Regions from separate parts of the Mus musculus genome. Here region 1 is linked to region 2. The links are chromatin contacts, called in public Hi-C maps. All regions are on one chromosome and are shown on one strand. The core of a region is the stretch at or near the end of the contact, and the rest is flanking DNA. Distances in the headings are between cores, read along the strand shown.

Region 1 (2,700 bases), core at 125-2,624, 70 kb before region 2:
ACAACAACAAAAACCCCAAACCAAAATGAACCCAAAACAAACAAAAAAGACCCACCAAAATCCAATCAACCAACAATAACAACAACAACAAAAAACAAAAAGAAAAAAAAAACACCACCACAACAAGAAACCCCTCTTTTTTTCCTCCCATGTATGTTTCCTAGTTTTGAAAGCCAATACTGGGCTGCACATGGTGGCACAGGCCGAACAGGCCTTTAATCTCAGCATTTAGGAGGCAGAGGCAGGAGGACCTCAGAGTCAGAGGCCAGCCTGGTCTATATAGTGAGTTACAATACAGCCAGGACTTCATTGAGAGAACCTGTTTCCCCAACTCCTCTCCACAAAAAGTAAAAATTGGGGCTGGTTAGGCAGCTCAGTGAATGAAGGTTGCCACCAACTCTGACCACCTGAGTTCAATCCCTGGGACTGACTATTAATGACTGCTCTAAGCTGTCCTCTGACCACCACGCATGCACGCATAGACGGACCAAATAGATGGCTAAGTAAGAATCGCCAGTCAGCACTTTAAAGTCTGCTCCTCCATCCTTCCTTCTCTCTGACAAATTCTTTAGCAATTTCTCTCAGTATTTGTTTCCATATTCCTAAATAGCATAATTTTACTTCTATTTGTTGTTTAGCTAAATTAATTAATTGGGTTTTGAAACCAGGTGGACAGACTATGCAGCCTGGGTTGGCCTGGAGCTCTACAGTCCAGGCTGGTTTGTGATCAGTCTCCTAAGCAAGCTGCTACTCCTCGCTGATAAACTTTTAAATGACCTAGTCTTATCCGTGGGTGGCCAACAAAAGCTGTAACTCAGCTGATCTTTCCACGGAAGCATCCTGGCCACCCACGTCTCGGACGTGGTGTTTGGCTGTATCTGTTTAATCTGTGAGAGAAGGGAAGGCTCAAGCTGCTGCTGCTGAAAGCAGGGACTTAACAAGGGCCCGTGGATGTGCAGAGGAACTGTGGCAAGCTTGTCATGACGTCTTCATTTTCCAGCGTCTCCTCTGCTACCTTCAACTTTGGGTCAGATTCCTGTTTAACTCTGTACAGTAGACATGTTAATCATTTAAGGATGTTCCTCTGGCAACCTCCCCCTTCAAGGCTGAAGGCACCAGAGAAGAATAGCAAAGGTATTTTTTTCAAGATTTGCAGGAGACATAATCAACACACCCCTGACAATCCCCTGCTCCAGAACGGCACCTCCAAGTCTCCAGTCAATGCTCTAAGCCTGATGTCATCTTGACAAACGCCACGTTGCCCTCCTGATTTCTTTCTGTGTCATTCTCTCCTTGGAGTCCATAGAGATAAGCATCCTGTGCAGCAGATCAGAACTGCCCCTGGCAGGCAGGGGCGATTGCCTCATCCTGATAAGACTCTGTATGACCAGTGCTCGGACAATGATCAACCAGACGGACCTGGCCTGACTGTGGCTGTGAGCTATAGTCCCCTCCATGGGGGGTGGGGTGGGGGAGGGTGAGAGTAGGGGTGATCTGAGGACATCCTTTCCTTCTGTCTTTCCAGAGCAGCCAGACTGAAAACAAGTTTTTCCCTATTGGTCACTTATCTCATTCTCTACACATGAGGCAAGTGGTCGCCCATGGTTCTGTAGGAATCCCCTGCACTAGGTTTCCTTAGCTTATGTTAGAGGTTGAGGGTAGCCTGGGCTACACAGCAGGAACTTGTCCCCAAACAACAACAACAACTGAAAACAAAAACAAAACAAAACAAAAACAAAACAAAACAAACAAAAAAACCTCCTAAAGGTCAATGACTTAATTTTTGCCTAAATGCTACTCTTACTAAGCCTGCTACTTCCTGTATGTTAATGTTTCCTTGATTATGGTGTAAATTTATTTCCCAGAGTATATAGCTAGTACTTTTTTTGTTTGTTTGTTTTGTTTTTCGAGACAGGGTTTCTCTGTATAGCCCTGGCTGTCCTGGAACTCACTTTGTAGACCAGGCCGGCCTCGAACTCAGAAATCCGCCTGCCTCTGCCTCCCGAGTGCTGGGATTAAAGGTGTGTGCCACCACGCCCAGCTTTTTTTTAATGTTTTTATTAGATCAGCTTTACAATTTTTAGTTCACCGCAAACTTCCAGGGCAGTTAGGCATATTAGATACTCACTCACCACCTCATTTCCTCTGTTTCATTTTATTACTATTGTTTACATTAGCGTGTGTAAGTCAGGGGACAACTTTCAAGTGTCAGTACTCTCCTTCTACTAAGGGATCTGGGCTGGAACGTGTGTTGTCAGGTTTGCATGGCAAGTACTCTATCCACTGAGCAACCCTCCCTGTTTTCTCCTTCTTAGTTCAGAGCCGGTTTTCTCAATGTGCCCTTCCCCCTGCTCCACTTGATGGGCTTTGTGCCCACTGCCCAGGATTTTCACATTGTCCAGCGCGACAGCATCTTAAGTAATTCTCTCAGAAAACTGATTTCAAAAAAAGGCCAGTGGCACTCAAATGCCTTGCTCTTTATAGCACTTTTTAGCAAGTGCTTTTCTCTTAAAAATGTAAAGCCTAGGTGGGCACTACTCTTTTATTATTTAATATGTGCACTGATGAATAGGTTTTTAAATTTCTTTAATCCCCCTCCCCAACTCTCCCCCTCTCTCAAGTGTTTCTGTTTACAACTTCTACTGTTTAGACATTAGATTTCTTGGTTTAACCTCTTGGTCCCCTTGCTCTCTTCACTCA
Region 2 (2,700 bases), core at 78-2,577:
AGACATAAAGAAATGTTTCCCTTTCCTTCCTATTTCTTCTAAAGATTAAACTGGGCCTGCTACAAAAAATTTTGTTGCTTTTAAATACCTTTTCTCTAATGTATCCACAATGATACAGTTTCCCGAAGAGTTAACTTGTATTTAAATGCCTGGACTTTCAGTACAGACATTCATTCTGTCTCTTGGAAGAGGAAGAGGAGTCCTCATGTATTATTATTGTTCCTTTTGATACTGGGGGCATCTTGAGTCATAAGGAGATTGGCCCAACTGGGGTTTGCTACAATTTCTACTCTTGTTGAGGATATACCTAATTAGAAATAACCTTACCTTTATACCTGAACAAATTTGTTCATTGTTGGGGATACAATCTAAGCCAGTTCCAATACATTAGCTTTTCTAAAAGTTGAAGGATGGTAAATAAATGGATGACTTCTCAAATTCCTTCAAGTAAAATAATACCACAACCAGATTTAAACTCATGTAAGGGTCGAATTTCTGGAGATCTATAAGACACTGTGAAACACAGGGACAGGGAAAATCCCACATTTCTTTGTAACAATTGTAGCCAACTTTGAAGTGATGGGCTACAATGCAGAAAGGCAGGGACACATATTGTCCATTGACCTATGTAAGGAAATTAACTTTGTGTTCTTATTTATAAAGGAATTGTCACCATCTTCATGGATACAGAACACAGCAGGGAGCCTGGTTCAAAGTAGACAACAAAGTGTCCTATCCCCCTGGAGGGAGAGCCACAACTTCTCTCATCTGATAAAGTTCTAGTTCATGAACAAGTAGGTGTCTTTTACTCCTGTATTAATAGAGTTCTTGCAGTTCAGACTCTGGAAATACCCAGGGGTGAACTGAATTTGAAGGAGTGGCTGGCTGTCACTTTAGTCCTGGACAGTACAGTTCAAGCATGGTGGGAGAGACCCTGTGCTTTGAGAACTTGTCACTTGCTGAGTGGAAAGTTCTTCCTGTCTCAGAGTTCAAGGTACCTAGTGACCAAGATGGCAGGCAAAGAGTCGTTCCTAGGTGGTAAGAAATGCAGGCCCTGTACCCCTCCCCTGTACCCCTCCCTGGGCCAGGATAAAGAACAGGCAGGATTCTCACCGGTTTGGAGCTTTCTGGTTCAGGCAGGTGTTTAGCATCCACACTGCTCTCCTCTTCACTACTGACAAGTTCAGTGCCACCCAGATCCTATGGGACAGTAAAAGGCAAGCAGAAAGATGTTATTCTTCCTTCACACTGTGTCAGACCACACACACACTGGTGCAGAGTTCCTAATGCCTCATTGGGCACTGTTTCTGCCACGGTCCTTTGTAAGAGAAGGCCAGCAGATGTCTCTGTCCATTTGCTTTACTAGGCATTGATTAGTGCTGCCTGCTTTCAGTATTCCTTGGGAATGCTGGTCCCTGCTGTCTGTTACAGGCACAGGATGGCAGTCTCAGGTCAGATCCCTTGCTTTTGTCAACAATCTGTCAGGAACAGAAACCCAGACCCTGGAGTTTGCTAGTTCTGGTAAGGAGTCAAAAGGCATATGAACTATCAGATGTCTGTTCAGTTCGTTAGCAGAAACAATTCCTGCTCAGTACTCCCTTGGTGGAAGGAGAGAACCAGCTGCCTTTGTCTCCTGACGCCCCCCCAACACTGAATAAATGCAAGAAAAAGTAAATGAATTTTAAGTTCTTTTGAGTAAGGGTTGATTTAGCTTTGACCTAGGTAGCTCTACCTTTACTAAGAGGCAAATTCTACTTTTGTAAGACACAGGCAATTTTTTACAGAAAAATCTAACAGCCTACTCACATTCTATTTTTAGGCTGTTATTGTTAACTTGGACCTCAGAGTATAAACATTAAATGAATTCTAAGCCTCCTCCTTAAGTCTAGAGACTCTAAAGTCATGGGACTCTGTAGCAAAACCGATTTTCTTTTTAAAATGTCTTTCTTTGGGCCAGACAGTTGTGGTGCACGCCTTTAATCCCAGGGAGACAGGTAGGCAGATCTCGGAGTTCTAGACTACGTTGATCTACAGAATGAGTTCTGAGACAGCCAGGGCTGCACAGAGAAACCTTGCCTCGAAAAAACAAAAACAAAAACAAACAACAGAATGAAAAAAAACCTTTCATTGTTTCAGTTTTATCCATTTATATGCTACATGTCAGTTGTTTTTAACCCCTGGTTTCTATCTCCCCTTCCATTAAAACCTTTCTTGTCACAAGTCCCCTCCTACTTTCTGTCTTTTTGTGTGACCCACTGAGAGTTTCAGGCCTGAGCACAGGTGAGAGGTTATTTACTGGAACAGGGACAAGAAAAGGACACTTTCTTTACCATAGATGGTTAACGGTTCAAAGCCCTTCAGGGGAGGTGGGGCTTATGGACCTTCCCCTGACTCCTGATCTGTGATGAAACCCTGACTGGTCCAATCCTGTGCAGATATGATGATCAGTGTGGTGAGTAATTCTCTAAGTGGTGCTTTCCCATAACTGTACAAAACAAGTATAGAAACATCCAACAGCCTCCACAGGACAAACAAACAAAAAACAGTCAAGAAAGCCTGATATATACTGCTATGAAAGAGGATAATACACACACACAGTGTGGTTACAAATAATCATAGCACCGATTAACTAAAGTGTTCTCAGTTCCTTATATTCTGCAACCGTATTATAACCATTCAAGCACTATATTAGACAGTCTG

Evidence for each region. A called contact is a pair of places that touch in the nucleus more often than the background predicts.
Region 1: a contact with region 2 is called in a Hi-C map of uterus, with 2.5 times the contacts expected there. The contact joins two enhancer-like sites. A contact is called at or near these places in 6 of 484 Hi-C or Micro-C datasets (the N1E-115 cell line, cerebral cortex, embryonic stem cells and 1 more).

What each region holds. Positions count from the first base shown.
Region 1 is chr4:98,692,350-98,695,049 of GRCm38.p6, reverse strand. All of the region lies in intron 42 of Patj (PATJ, crumbs cell polarity complex component), which reads right to left. Among named protein-coding and RNA genes, the nearest start is that of Gm35137, 5.4 kb to the left of the region's middle. Within about 2 kb of position 1,374, at least 21 of the 459 cell types and tissues checked have an H3K27ac peak or open chromatin away from gene starts, as enhancers often do. A contact at or near this core is called in uterus, where this site is marked.
Region 2 is chr4:98,622,103-98,624,802 of GRCm38.p6, reverse strand. It overlaps Patj (PATJ, crumbs cell polarity complex component), which reads right to left. Exons shown (of 44, transcript NM_172696.2): 31 at 1,114-1,200. Among named protein-coding and RNA genes, the nearest start is that of Gm40210, 44 kb to the right of the region's middle. Within about 2 kb of position 1,327, at least 31 of the 459 cell types and tissues checked have an H3K27ac peak or open chromatin away from gene starts, as enhancers often do. A contact at or near this core is called in uterus, where this site is marked.